Linked DNA regions of Mus musculus: region 2 is linked to region 1. Evidence: chromatin contacts called from public HiChIP or PLAC-seq data. All regions are on one chromosome and are shown on one strand. The core of a region is the stretch at or near the end of the contact, and the rest is flanking DNA. Distances in the headings are between cores, read along the strand shown. Region 1 overlaps Evx1os (even skipped homeotic gene 1, opposite strand). Region 2 overlaps Jazf1 (JAZF zinc finger 1).

Region 1 (7,190 bases), core at 1,246-3,745:
GAGGACTGTACAAGGGACTGTAGAAGAAAAAAACAACAACAACAAAACCCCAACCCATGTGGTCATGTGCAGGCCACTGGTACCTGAAAGTAAAACCTCTGATCTTCGTTCAGAACCAAATGTCAATATAATTACTTACTTTGGACCTTAAAGCACCGGCTCATTCCATGGCAATCAACCCTGAGTGCTTTTCTAAGAAAGACCTAGGTTTCCCAGGGCCACGCATCTATGTTTTTAAGAGGTAAGACCAATCACACAGGGCAACCTGAAATCTACCAGCCTAGCACCAAGTCACAGGTGCCATCCTGACTCAGCCTCCCAGGGTGCTAGGATTTATAGGCCGTTCACCACACCCAACCAACTACTCTTGACACTCTTAATCTCTTAGAAAATCATCTTCTTCCTCCTCCTCTTCCTCTTCTTCTTCTTCTTTTTTTTTTTTTTTTTTTTTTTTTTGGTCAGGGTTTCTCTTAGTAGCCCTGGCTGTCCTGGAACTCACTGTATAGAGCAGGCTGGCCTCGAACTCAGAAATCCGCCTGCCTCTGCCTCCCAAGTGCTGGGATTAAAGGTGTGCGCCACCACTGCCCTGCTACCTCTTAAACATTCTATCCCCTTAGATATCTGGCTATCTCCCTTTTCTAGAAAAATCCACAGAGGTCCTCCAGTTTCCAGAATTTCTTTCCCTGCATCAGCCCTTTAGAGCCACCATAGTCCAAGAAAAAATGGCCTAATTCACTTTTAGGAATGTATGTTTACCTGAGGAGGTTGTTGTTGCTGTTTTGTTGTTGTTTGGTTGGTTTTCCTCTCACTACATAGCAGCTTCCTCCACAAAGCTGTCCTGATTGTTGTGTGGCCCAAAGGACAAAACCTAAGTGGCTGGCCAGGCTTGCTTATACATGTGACTTGGCCTGCACACATCCTCCACTGGAAACCTCCAGGTTCTGGCCCTGCATCAGAGATAGCTGGTCTGGCTGGAGCTTCCCTAAAAGGCAGGGTTTGACTTGGGTTGATCATCTTTTGAATAAAGACAAGAGCTGCCTGCTGGCTATTACTACCTCCCTATATTACAGCAGGAGTTCCTTTCCCAGCCTCAGGGAGGGGTTCTCTCTGTTCTTGTTGGCTTGGGTTTTAGTCTGATTCTGCAGCTAGAACCTGGGGCTCTACACATGCTAATCAGGCACTTTGCCACTGGGACATAACCCATATCTATTGCTTTGCACTTAACATTGGGGTGGGAGGGTGAGAGAAGAGTCTGGCTGTGTAGCCTAGGCTGATAGGAGTTCCAGCCATAGAGTTCAGACTGGCCCCAACTGGATGAGTCTCCTGCTTCTCTCTGCATGTACCCCTATACCAGTGCTTGCTCTGCTTTTTACAATTTTCTCCAAAGGCAAGCCTTTCCATGAGCTGAAGGACTTGAGTCAGCTCTAACTTTCTCATACAGTGTCCTTGCCCTGTTCACCCCATTCACTGATGGTAATAAGAGGGAGACCCACTGTAATATCAGACTAAGGAGTCTACAAGGAATCTGAATTGACCCTAACCAAACCCTTTGAGTGCTGGTCTCTGTCTTCTCTGGATCCCCAGCCTAGGAAGATGTCAACACCCGGTTCCTCTTTCCCAGTCCTTTGTCCCAGATAGGAGATGCATGGAGCCAGACATCCAGCACCAGTGATAACTGGGTGGGAAAAATGCCCCTGCACTCCGTAGTCGGCCTGGAACAGCAAGTCTAACTGGTCTGTGCAGCCAAACCTCTCTTTGGTTTGGTTTGGAGATTTGTGGAAGCTGACTTTCATAGTGTCCACTCCCAACCCAGACTGACCAACCTCCAGGCTAATTGAGCTTCACAGTCTCTGAGACGAAAAATGGTCTCAGATTGAGAGGCACGCAGCTAGAAGTGAATGAACGATTTTAACTTAAGTCAAGAAGCTTCCAAAGGCCAGATTAGGACATTTTCCCTGTGCTCTCAAGGACCAGAAACTGTATCACATCACATTCCCCAACATCCAGGTAATCAGATGCTTCAGGTATGGAAAGATCTGGACAAGGGCCACCCTTCCCGAATTGGCTGGGTGGCTGCGGCTACGGCTGTTAAGCAGAGAATACAGAAAGTACAGGAAAAAATAGTTAACCCGCAGGGTGCCTCATTGTAGACAAACTGCTCGCTCCCAGGCCCTGAGGGTGTGCTGGTGCTGCGACCTTGGGACACAGGGTGGATCAGATTGTGGCAGCGAGCGAGACATGGAAGTGATGTCAGCTCAGAAAACAAGCGCCGCGGGCTAGGAGAGTACTGTGCGCCCCGGCTGACTCGTCATGGCGTCTATATCCCTTCCGTTCACCATCACAGCGGCACCAGGTGCAGCTGCACAATCCCCTAAATGTCCCTTTCAAGCTGAGAGCCAGTCAGGCGTCCCATCCGGTCTTTGCAGCCCGGTCCTGTATCCTCCGCCCCTTGCTGCTGCGGTGACAAAGCACCGCTCACGAACTGCTGTCTTGGTGCGCCCCCCACTGCCGATCGCCAGAGGCGGAAGTCGCATCCTCACTGGCTCAAATGCCAGGGTTCTGCCACTACAGGCACGTGAATCCTGCATAGCTAGAGGTCGGTTGATCATGGCACGGTAGTGAGCCTCGCTCCTGGTGCGTCTGCCCTGGGGTTAGACTCCAGGAGAGCTGGATGCGAGGTCTCCGCCCACATAGTCTCGGTTCCAAAGACTGGTAATTAACTACAGGTGGGAAAATGGACCTATCTCTCTTATGCCACCCTGCCTCCTCCCCAGTCATTTGAGAACCAACGCAGAAATACCCCCCACCCCCGTAAGAACTGTAGCAAGCATACAGTTATAGGATAGAAGTCGTTATAATTTTCACTTGTCAGCCAATATATCCACTCAGTCCAGTCGTGTTCCCAGCGTGCATTGTTCCACTTGATAAGACTCAGCCAGCCCAGGCTGTGGAGCCTCTGGATATTGCTTTGCCTACAGGTCTTGGACAACTCTTTCCTTACTTTTTGAGGCCTATTGATCAACAAGCAACCCTTCTCAGATTCACCTAGACAGTGGTCTTGAAGTGTGGTCTGTACAGCATCTGGGAACTCCATTCTGGGATCTTCTGAATCAAAAATTCTTAGCCTTGGGTTCAGTAATATGTTTCAACAAGCCCCTCAAATGATTACAAAGCACATTCAAGATTAGAAGTGCTGCTCTGTAGATTTCATCACGTCTGTGGTCCTTTGCCTGAGATGGGTTTCTAAAAGAGTACCTTAAAGGTTGCACACACATACACACGTATGCATATTTGAGTATCTCTATTCTTTATCACTTCTAAGTAGCTCTTTTGTTGTTGTTTTGATTTGTTTGTTTTGTGTTTCATTTTTGGAGACAAGTGGTTGTTTGTTTGTTTGTTTGTTTCTGTGTAGCCCTGACTGTCCTGGAACTCACTTTAGGTTAGGCTGGTCTCCAACTCAGAGATTGCCTCTGCCTCTGCCTCTGCCTCTGCCTCTGCCTCTGCCTCTGCCTCTGCCTCTGCCTCTGCCTCTGCCTCTGCCTCTGCCTCTGCCTCTGCCTCTGCCTCTGCCTCTGCCTCTGCCTCTGCCTCTGCCTCTGCCTCTGCCTCTGCCTCTGCCTCTGCCTCTGCCTCTGCCTCTGCCTCTGCCTCTGCCTCTGCCTCTGCCTCTGCCTCTGCCTCTGCCTCTGCCTCTGCCTCTGCCTCTGCCTCTGCCTCTGCCTCTGCCTCTGCCTCTGCCTCTGCCTCTGCCTCTGCCTCTGCCTCTGCCTCTGCCTCTGCCTCTGCCTCTGCCTCTGCCTCTGCCTCTGCCTCTGCCTCTGCCTCTGCCTCTGCCTCTGCCTCCTGAGTGCTGGAATTAAAGGCACTGGGGATGCAGCTCAGCTGGTAGGATGCATGCCTAGAAGGCGTGAGGTTCTAGGTTTCACTACCAGCATGGCATAAACTAGGTGTGGCAGCCCATGCATGCAATCCCAGCACTCAGGAGAGGAAGGCAGGCAGGTCAGAGGTTTGAAAGCATTCTCCATATGAGGGGCTGGAGAGATAGATGCTCAGGGTTGGGAACACTGGCTGCTCTTCCAGAGGACAGGGTGCTATACCCAGCACCCACATGGCAGCTTACAGCTCATTGTAACTCTGCTTCCAGGGGGTCTGATGCCCTCTTTGGGTATTTACAGACACCAGGCATGCACACAATGCACAGATATCCATGCCTAAAAAAATATCCACACAGATAAACTAAAATTTAAAAGTAAAATAATAAGTGTGATAAAAGATTATATATATATGTGTATATATATATATATATATATATATATATGCACACACACACATACACACACACACACACACACACACGAGTTCAATATCATCCTAAGCTACAGGAGATACTAGCTCACAAACAAAACAGCAACAAAAAAGGTATAATTTCACTTTCTACCCTTCACTGGGGATGGACCCAGTTTCACTACTGAGCTATACACCTCCACCCTACATAATGACTTTCCTTTGGGACTGTTTCTAAGATGTTAATTTAGGCCTAAATCAAACATCTTTAGAGGAGCCCTAAAAAGCTGACACATTATATGCATGTGTGTGTGCATATGTATCTGTTGTCATTGTCAGATTTTTCTAAACACACAAACATGTCAGTTGCCGTTTAATAAGCTAAAGGTGCAAGTGAGTTTTATAGATTAGGTAGCCTGGGCCTAAGGTACCACCAAGATGACCTAAGAATAAGGAGTAGCTGTGTCTCCTGAGTACTGGCTACTGTTCTAGATGCTGTGCGTATAAGAAATCCACTAGCTTACTACAGTTATCATCATGCCAGTTCTACAGATGGGGGAGCTGAGTCAGAGGGTTTAGAGGCTCGCTCAGGAACACACAGCCTGCTAAAGCAGAAGTGAGAGCTGATCCAAGGGAGGGCTACCCCGAGCCTGGCTCCTCCTCCTTCCTGGCATCAACCTGGCCTCCACAGTCCTTTGTTCTTAAAAAATACTGGATTTCACAATGGCTACAGCTGGCAGTAGGAATGGCTGTGAACAGGGCTGGCAGATAGGTTTTGGCAGACAGCAAGTTTAGTGTGTGTAAGCTTCTAGGTTGGTGTTCAAGTACCAAATGCCAATAACAACAACAATAATAGTAAGAATAAAACTAAGCCAAAATGATGGTACGTGTCCTTACTTTCAGCACTCTGGAAGCAGCCAGCAGGTCTTTTGAGTTTGAGGCCAACTTGATCTACACAATGAGTTCCCATCCAGTATCACACAGTAAGATCTTGTCTCAAAAACAAAAATAAAAACAAAAACACCCCAAAGCAACCAACCAAACAAAAATCCCCCTCAAAGTAGTCATGGTAGTACGTACTGTTAGTCCTAGAACTCCAGATCTCTGGTGGAGTTTAAGATCAGCCTGGTCTACATAGCAAGTTCCAGCCAGCTAAGTTTACCTTTGAGAACTTGTTTCAAAACATAAAAACCAGGCTAGAGAGATGGTTCTGTGGTTACAAGCATTGGCTGCACTTTCAGAGGACCAGGGTTCTTCTTCCAGCACCCACATAGTGGATCACAATCATCTTAACTCCAGTTCCAGGGGATTTGATGCCCTCCTCTGGCCTCTCCAGGCAGCAGGCAAGCGAGTGGTGCACAGACATACGTGCAGGCAAAACACCTACAATAATGAATCAAAACTAGAAATTAGATCTAAAATTTAAAAGCACTAACAGTGTCTATCACATTCATGTCGACTTTTCTCAACCACTATTGCAGTTGTTACAAGAGATTTGTTAAATAGAAATTGCTGACATCTGTCGGGCTGTGGTGGTGGTCCGCCCCTTTATTTCCAGCACTCAGGGATGCTGTGACAGGTTCGAGGCCAACTTAGTCTACAGAGTGAGTTACAAGACACAAAGAGCTACACGGAGAAACTGTCTTGAAGAAAAGGAAGGAAGGAAGGAAGGAAGGAAGGAAGGAAGGAAGGAAGGCAAACAAGCAAGTTCTAACATCTATCTTATATTCCCATTTTACAGGTCAAGAAATAGTCCCAGAGAGTTTAAATACCTGCTAAAGGACCAAGGATCACCCAGCTTCTTTGAGGGATACTTTTAGGCCTTCTAACTTCTTTGTCTTTTTTTTTTCCTTCTTTAACTATCTATCTGTCTATCTGTACATCTTTTTTCTTATTTGTTTGTTTGTTTGTTTGTTTGTTTGTTTTGAGACAGACTGTTTTGTATACCAGCCCTGGCTGCCCTGGAACTCCGTCTGTGGACCAGACTGGCCTCGAAGTCACAGAGATCTGCCTACCTCTACCTTCCTAGTGATATGATTACGATGCACCACCACCCAGCTGTCTTTTTTCTTTTTCATGTTAGATACCGTTCATACATGCTTCTTTTTTGCTGCTGTTGCTTTTTTATTGCATTTATGTAATTAGTGTGTATGCATATGCTACAGTGCCCATGTGAAGGTCAAAGTGCAACTTGTGAGCGTCAGTTCTCTCCTCCCACCATGAGGGTTCCATGAATTGAACCCAGATTCTCAGCCCTGGCTGCCAGAGCCTTTACCCACTGAGCTGTCTCACTGGCCTTGAGGCAGAGTCTGGCACCTCAAATTCACTATGCACCTGCCTCAGCTTCCTGAGTGCTAAGACCATGAGCACTTATTACTGCATCTAAGTCCATGTATCATCATATCAAAACCAAGCATCCTCTCTCCCTCCCTCCCTTCCTCCCTTCCTCCCTCTCTCTCCCCTCCTTCCCTCTCTCCCTCCCTCTCTCTTCCTCCCTCCCTCCCTCCCTCCCTCCCTCCCTCCCTCCCTCCCTCCCTTCCTTCCTTCCTTCCTTCATTCCTTCGTTCTTTCCTTTATTTTTTAATTTAAGACAATATCTCATGACTCATGTAGCCCAGGTGAGTCTTGACTTATTCATAGCTCTCTCTCTCTCTCTCTCTCTCTCTCTCTCTCTCTCTCTCTTCCCCCCCCCCCCCCCAGTTTTTTCCAGATGGGATTTTTGGATTTCTCTGTTCTGGAACCCACTCTGCTGTAGACCAGACTAACCTCAGAGATCTGCCTGTATCCTGAATGCTGGGATTAAAAGCATGCTGCCCCACGCTCACCTTTATTCATCGATTTTTTGAGATGTGCAGGATGCCTTCCCTGCCTATATTCTCTTTGTCTCAACTCCAGGCCTTTAGTGA
Region 2 (7,190 bases), core at 2,707-5,206, 470 kb before region 1:
AAAAAACAGAGAACAGTGAGAAGAGCATTTGTTCTCTCAAGATCCCGGTACCCATGTGAAAAGGTGGGCATGGCTGTTCATGCCTGTAACCTGAGCACTGGGAACAGTGGGCAGTAGATCCTGGTAGCTTTATGACCAGCCAGCCTAGCCAAAGCATCGTTTCTGATTCAGTAAGAAACCCTGTCTTAAAAGAATGTGGCACAGAGCAGTCGTGGCACACACCCAGTGTCCTCCACACGCACACATGGGCATGAAAAACACACACAATTGGAGGTAGAAAATTTGAATAAAGATAGTTTCCAGAAAGCTAGAAGACAGAGAACCTTGCAAAAGGGGGCTTACATGGTAGGAGACTTGAAGGGATGTCCAGGTCGGGGTGAAGCCACCAAGGCCTGGCCTGCAAGGGGCTGGTTAGGTCAAAATTAGAACCAGAGTGAAGGTGGCTTACAATGAACAGCAGTGAAGCCAGGATAGAAGTGAGGTGGGGTTGAGCTTAAACATAGGCAGTTTCCAGTTCTGCTGGAGACGGCCCGCATTGGATCTGTGAAAGCAGCGTTTGGATAGTGCAAGACCTAGAGTCGGACCATAGGCACCTGCCCTGGTCTGCCACCTCCGTAAGTCACTCTGCTTCACAGCGTGAAGTCATACGAGGAGAGTTTAGCCAGATGTGGTTGTCCATACCTGTGATCTCGGCACTCTTCAGGCTGAGGCAGGAGGATTACATGTTCAAGGCAAAGCTGAGTTATATAATAAGAACCTGTCTCAAAAATAAATCCAATAAAAACTATTGTTTATAAAGTAGACAAATCTGTTAGAAATCCTCTCAAGAGTCCAAACCAGGAAGTAAAGCAAGGTGGCCTTCATGTTTTCCAGCCCCCCTGGCACACTGGGCCGCTGTGGTTTGCTGGCCTGCCTGCCTGCTTCTCCCTCTCTCTTCCTCTACAGCTATTTTATTGAGCTTATTTTAGATGTATTTATTTGGCACAGTCTCAGACTAGCCCTGGAACTTAGCCTCCCGTACCAAGAAGACTCCAGGAGTTCTGGTGTGTAGCGTCAGCCTGCCTCTTCCTCCACTTATATCTTGCAGGTCTTGGAACCCCAGGACAGCCACAGCTAAGCCCGACACCTAGCTGTCAACACAGGTCTGCTTCATAGGCATTGCGATCAGATTGGACTTGCCTGCCTCAAAAACATTTTCTTTGTTGTTTTAAAAATAAATGTTTATTTTTCAAATGTTTGTTTTACATGGATAGGTGTATTGGCTGCACCTCTTGCATGCAGTGCCTGTGGAGGCTGGAAGGGGGCACTAGAACCCCTGACCTTGCCATGTAGATGCTGGACATTGAACCTAGATCCTCTAGAAGAGCAACCACTACTCTTAAGCATTGAGCCATCTCCCCAGCCCCTTTAAAATATTTTAAAGTTTAACTACTAAAAGAGAAAAGTGCCGGGCGTGGTGGCGCACACCTTTAATCCCAGCACTCAGGAGGCCGAGGCAGGCGGATTTCTGAGTTCGAGGCCAGCCTGGTCTACAACTGAGTTCCAGGACAGCCAGGGTTATAAAGAGAAACCCTGTCTCGAAAAACCAAAAAAAAAAAAAAAAAAAAAAAAAGAGAGAGAGAGAGAGAGAGAAGCTGATAGAATTTTGTTGAAATCTTTAGAATTTGACTGTATCGGCACTTACAGATGAGTATTTCAGAAATTCATTCTGGCTTAGTTATTTGATAGTTTTTAATATTTAAAAATGTTTGTTATGTAGAGCTACAGGTAGAAACATTTAGCAGTAAGCAAGTACAAGTAGAACTTAAATTTTCTTTTAAAGAAAGAGGTGTTCTGGGTTTGGCAAACGTGTGCCTCTAATCCTAGTGTGGAGAGTTCAAAGCCAGCCTGCTCTGCATAATGAGATCTAGGCTAGCCTGGGCTACATACTGACACTCTGTCACAAAAGCTTAACAGCCAGGGCTGGGATATGGCTACATCCTGCCCTTGCAGAGGACCCAGGTTCAGGTCCAAGCACACAGCAGATGGCTCAGAACTGCCTGTAACCCCAGTGCCAGGGGGTCTCACACCCCTTATGGCCTGTGAGGGCATCATACTCTCTTGCTCCCACTCACATACAGACACACAAATACACAAAAATAAAAATAAGTCTTTAAATGTTTCCACCCAATGAGCAAACACAAAAATCAGAGCTTGCCTGAATGTGGTAGAGCAAGCCTAAAATAGCAGCACTCAGGGAGTGAAGGCATGAGTTCAAAGCCATCCTGGCTACCTAGCAAAAGATTCTGTTTCTGGATGCTTGCTTATTTGTGGACTGTTGTCTCAGCACTGGTGAAGCATTCGCTGATTTGATAATTGATGGTAGACCCATGGTGGGCAGAAAGTCGTCCGGCTGATATGTCTGCCAGAACCTGAAAGGTCTGAGTGTGCTGTTACCACTGCTGCTTGAATATTAATGACCCAAGCAATTAAAACATGGCATATGGGTGTTCTGGAAAGGCTAGCTTATTTATCCAGATGCCACAAGTGCATTTAGAACTACAAAGGAGGACTAGGGCGTTCTATAGCAATAAATGACTGTGCAGGGAAGTGAGAGAAGAGAGTGGAGGAGGAAGGACAAGGGTAGAGATGACCCTTGTGGCCCATGGGAACAAGTGACAGAAACAGCAGGGCTTGTGGACAGTGACATGGGGTCTGCCCAAATGGCAGCTGTGAACAGGTGTGTGTGTAACAGGTGTTAGGGGAACACCTTAATATTTTTCTCATGTGAGTCACAAAACCAATTTCTTTAAAAACTTTTTCAGACCACCTGTGGGAGTTTCTGGGCTGTCCCACAGAATGTGACAGAGTTCCTGTGCTGTCCCTCAGAGTGTGACAGTTTCTAGGCTTTCCTACAGAGTGTGCCTGAGTTTCTAGGCTGTCCCTCAGAGTGTGACACTTTTTTCTACTAGCCCCGCTTACCTCTCAAACTGGAAATGCTGCATGCGCAACCAAGGTCCAACTCTTCAGACCCAGTTCCCACTGCCTAACAAATAGACCCAATTCTCACTGCCTAACAAACAGACCCAATTCCCACTGCCTAACAGACCCAATTCCCACTGCCTAACAAACAGATCCAATTCCCACTGCCTAACAAACAGACCCAATTCCCACTGCCTAACAAACAGACCCAATTCCCACTGCCTAACAAACAGACCCAATTCCCACTGCCTAACAAACAGACCCAATTCCCACTGCCTAACAAACAGACCCAATTCCCACTGCCTAACAGAGTTTGAGCACACTGTCCCCACACCCTTTTCCCTCCCCCCTTTCTTAGTTCCTGAACTGGCTTTGTTGTGGTTTGTTTTTATTTGTTTGTCTTGAGACAGGTTCTTACTATGTAGCTCTGACTGTCCTGGAATTCATTATGTAGACCAGGCTGGCCTTGAACTCACAGAGATCTGCCAGCCTCTGTCTCCTGAATGCTAGGATTAAAGGCATACAACTACCATACTGAGCTTCTGAACTGGCTTTTCTAAAAGTGTTGCATGTAATAAGTATGTGCAATATGTGTATGTAATATGTATATGTAACATTATGAGTGAGTTTCTTACACTGCCATCCATTTACTTGAGTACTTACTACATGTCAGCCCTCCTATGCAGGGGTGCTGTTGAGTATACTTCTAACCTTTAAATTATATTTGCAAAAAGAGATTTGTACCACTTTCATGAACAATAAAAAGCATGTGCCCTACCCCTCAGCTAACAAAAGCCAACATGTGAGCCAGCTCGACAGCGCTTTGTTCTAGGAGAGAACTAAACACAGGTCTGTCTTGTACATCACCTCCCAGCCAAGGGAGGCAGTAAGTCTCATGCAGTCCCCTTGGGGCCCTGTGACACAGTGCCCCACTCATGTTAGCACTGCCTTTGACTCAGACCGTGCCCTGTACCCCACGGTATGGCATCCCTGCCGGCCTGCTTTGCCTATGGCCCATGTGGTTTCCAGCAACACTGCTCCTACCCCCTCAGGGTCTGGTCCCTTTTGATCCAGTTTAGTTTTAAAGTTTTATCTTCTACTGGGCTTCATTAAGGGGTTTCCCACCTCCTCCCCCAAGCTGTAAATGCTGAGTGGTTCTTGATGTTCAGGTGAACAAATTAGCCCAATTAGATGGGAAAATTAGTTGTTCTTACTTTCTGAAATCCTGCTGAAGGACCTTTCCAAATCACATTTACTGCTTTCAAACTGGCATTTTAAAGAACTCCAGCATGTGGCCTCTGTTTAAGAGCAAAATGTCTTATGCAATACCCTGCTTACAAATGGTTTTAGAGGTTTGCTCGGGACTGACTGGGAAAGCTGTGTGGCCAAGTGATGCGGAGTCTCTGGTGCAAGCATTACCAAGCGTGCTCTACTTTTATTTTAGATGATGGCGGGTGTTATATACAGCAGGGTTGACTAAAACCCACTTTTAATCCTAAAGCCTCATTTTAAGCAAATGTTTTCTCTGCACCTTACCCTCTACCACCCCACACCCTCACCAAAAGTTCTTAGCAGACACAGAAAAGCCTGCTAAATGGTAAAGAGTAAGTGGTAAAGACCCAGCAAATGTGGAGGAAGAGGGACCCTGAGGAGGAGCCCATAAGCTGTAGGGTTATCGGGATGCAGCCGAAGGAACGGGCATCCCTCCATGGCTAATAGAGCAGACACATCTTACCCTGCACAGGGGTCAGCTGCTTCTCTACCTCAGCATCACTCCAGGACTGAGTGAGAGGAGGCATAGGGTTTACCTGAAACATCATGGGCACTCAGTAAACACAGTCACTCCTTCCTGGACCTTTGCAACGCTCAGCCTCAGATGATGGCGTCCTTGGCTGCTGGCTCAACTGCTCTTCAAACAGTCTTATTAATGCCTATTAAAATGAAACCCAATAAAAGTGCCAATATTTGGTGTTGAAATAATTGATGTTGCAGAGCGAGCCAATGAAGCACCTAGGCAGGCCCCTGGCGCAATTTAGCCTCACACCTGGGGGATGAATTTCACAACTGTAATTGCTACCATATAATTCTTATTAATGTTGTGCTATAATTCCTATTTATTCCACGGGGCTTGTAAATGCATTAGGACTTGTCAACATATTATTTTACACTGTTTATGATCTGTAGAATTATGTCCTTCAGGGTTGTATTGTGCAAAAGTGCAAAATAAATGGCTTTGGGCCTCCCTCATTAAAGAGAGTAAAATAGGACCACTGTTGACGAGGTTCTCCACCCCAGCTGTCCTGAACCAGGAAAGCCGATTCTTAATTCAACTCTGGGCAGAGCCCCTTTCATCTTTAGGAATATAAAGGATTCATCTTCCACTCTGAGTAGTCATTCCACGAGTCAGGCCTGTTGGGAAGTGTGTGGCTGGAAGGCAGATGAGATAGGTGGGTGGGAAACGAGTGTTTTCTCTCCAGGAAGCCAGACCTGCACCTCAGAGCTCTGGACATTCCCTGCTTCCTGGCTTGGGGTAGCCTGCCTGCAGTTCCACAGTAGCCTCTGTAAGCTAAAGATCCAACGTCTGGCCCCTCCTAAAAATCTGCTTGAAGCAGTTTGTGTTTTCTAGACTAGGAGAGCAGGAAACCAAGGGACAGAGTTTTCCCCATCACCGTGTCCAGTCTAGCTTGTATGTGTATTAAGAGGGCTCTGTCATTGTTGTCTATTTGTGCTTGGACCCCTGGAGCCTTCCTGGTCGCTTTGCAGCCATGGGCAGTCCTAACTATAATCTTATCCCAGAACGAAATCCTTGCTTCACTAGTTCCTAGCTGTGGATTGCTGGCAAGCTTCTAACCTGGTCTTTTCCTCCCTAGGAGTAACAGCAGGCCATCTGGGTCTAGCATGCCCTCTGCTTGTGCACCAATGGCTGCCACTATTGCTAAGCCTTCAGCCGGCCTGTTGGGAGGGGGCAGCTTTTGACAGTCTTTGTACATCTCTTCTGCTCCACAGGCAGCGAGTATGATGAGGAAGAGGTGGACTATGAGGAGTCAGACAGTGATGAGTCCTGGACCACAGAGAGCGCCATCAGCTCTGAAGCAATCCTCAGCTCCATGTGCATGAATGGAGGGGAAGAGAAGCCTTTCGCCTGCCCAGTTCCAGGGTGTAAAAAGAGATACAAGGTAAAGGAAAGGTCTCTTCACTCAGTGTAACTGCTTGGCAAAGAAGCACTGTAAAATAGCTGCCCTTTGCAATTCTAAAGAGAGCTGCCTGTGTGCCAGGGATAGACACTCATCGCCCATGTTCATGAGAGCGAGAGCCTCAGGGACATGTACCCAGTGCCGTCCGGTGAGCACTGGCTGGGGTTCTGGGTGATTGGCAGCCTTTCTCTTTCTCTGACTTGCGTGGGAGACTAAAGTCAAAGAGCTCTGTGGTAATCGGCCTCTGGTTTTGATGCCTGTCAGAATATCCAGTGAAGGGGCTGGAGCATCCGTGGTAGAGATGGTGATTAGCATGCAGGAGAGACTCCGATCCATCCAACACCATAGAAACAGAGCAAGGGCTGTGTCAACCTACTTATTTGCAAAACACTTTTTTTCAGTGCATAGATTTCCAGGTGGCTGGGCCTGTAAAAGCCTCAGCTGGGTTTACAGAGCCTTCTGGAAAACAGGGTTGGGTGTTTACCTTCCAGCTGGGCAGTTCTTGCCCTCTCCCGCCTCCCCATAAAAGACCAGGAAAAGAAAATGCTTTGATTTCTCCCTCTTGCCAGCATCTCCTCTGTCCACCTGCTGTGTCTAACAGTCCTAACACTAGGTGACTTGGGTAGCTGGTGGTACTAACTTTTCTACTGAGAAAACTGCTAAGGACAAAACAATAAAAGAAGCGCCAAGGAGAAGTGTGTGCAGGAAGTCCCCACAGGTGTTAGCAGCTCTTTAAAATCAACTGTGTAGAAATGAAAAACTCCGGAGCATGGCTGGTGGACACGAGGGCACCAGCTTACCGTCTGTGCAGACCGCCTAGGTTTTAAAGGCTTGAAAGTTGGTAGCATGCGCGCATCTCACGCTGTTCCTTAAATATGTGTCTCTGAACAACTGTTAGTATTTTAATCTTTCTATTAGAAAAGCAGAAACCCCAACAACTTCACAAAGGCGAGGGCGTCACTCTGCTGCTGCGCCAGGACTGGTAGACCAGATGGCCTTTGTTAAACAAACATGCAAACCCTAGGACAGAGGTGT

The links. HiChIP or PLAC-seq counts read pairs in DNA pulled down with a chosen protein or histone mark.
Region 2: an H3K4me3 HiChIP or PLAC-seq map of embryonic limb bud shows a contact between it and region 1, with 4 times the contacts expected there. The contact joins two enhancer-like sites. A contact is called at or near these places in 10 of 39 promoter capture datasets (the 3T3-L1 cell line, the C10 cell line, cranial neural crest and 4 more), 2 of 484 Hi-C or Micro-C datasets (Sertoli cells and bone marrow-derived macrophages), 12 of 115 datasets of contacts at active chromatin or transcription factors (craniofacial prominence, embryonic basal ganglia, embryonic hindbrain and 7 more) and 3 of 9 other capture datasets (adipose tissue, embryonic stem cells and liver).

The regions. Positions count from the first base shown.
Region 1 is chr6:52,301,371-52,308,560 of GRCm38.p6, reverse strand. It overlaps Evx1os (even skipped homeotic gene 1, opposite strand), which reads left to right. Exons shown (of 4, transcript NR_038163.1): 4 at 1-172. Among named protein-coding and RNA genes, the nearest start is that of Evx1, 8.5 kb to the left of the region's middle. Within about 2 kb of position 2,495, at least 48 of the 459 cell types and tissues checked have an H3K27ac peak or open chromatin away from gene starts, as enhancers often do. A contact at or near this core is called in embryonic limb bud, where this site is marked.
Region 2 is chr6:52,776,482-52,783,671 of GRCm38.p6, reverse strand. Jazf1 (JAZF zinc finger 1) reads left to right here. Exons shown (of 5, transcript NM_173406.3): 4 at 5,968-6,137. Among named protein-coding and RNA genes, the nearest start is that of Gm52904, 19 kb to the left of the region's middle. Within about 2 kb of position 3,956, at least 7 of the 459 cell types and tissues checked have an H3K27ac peak or open chromatin away from gene starts, as enhancers often do. A contact at or near this core is called in embryonic limb bud, where this site is marked.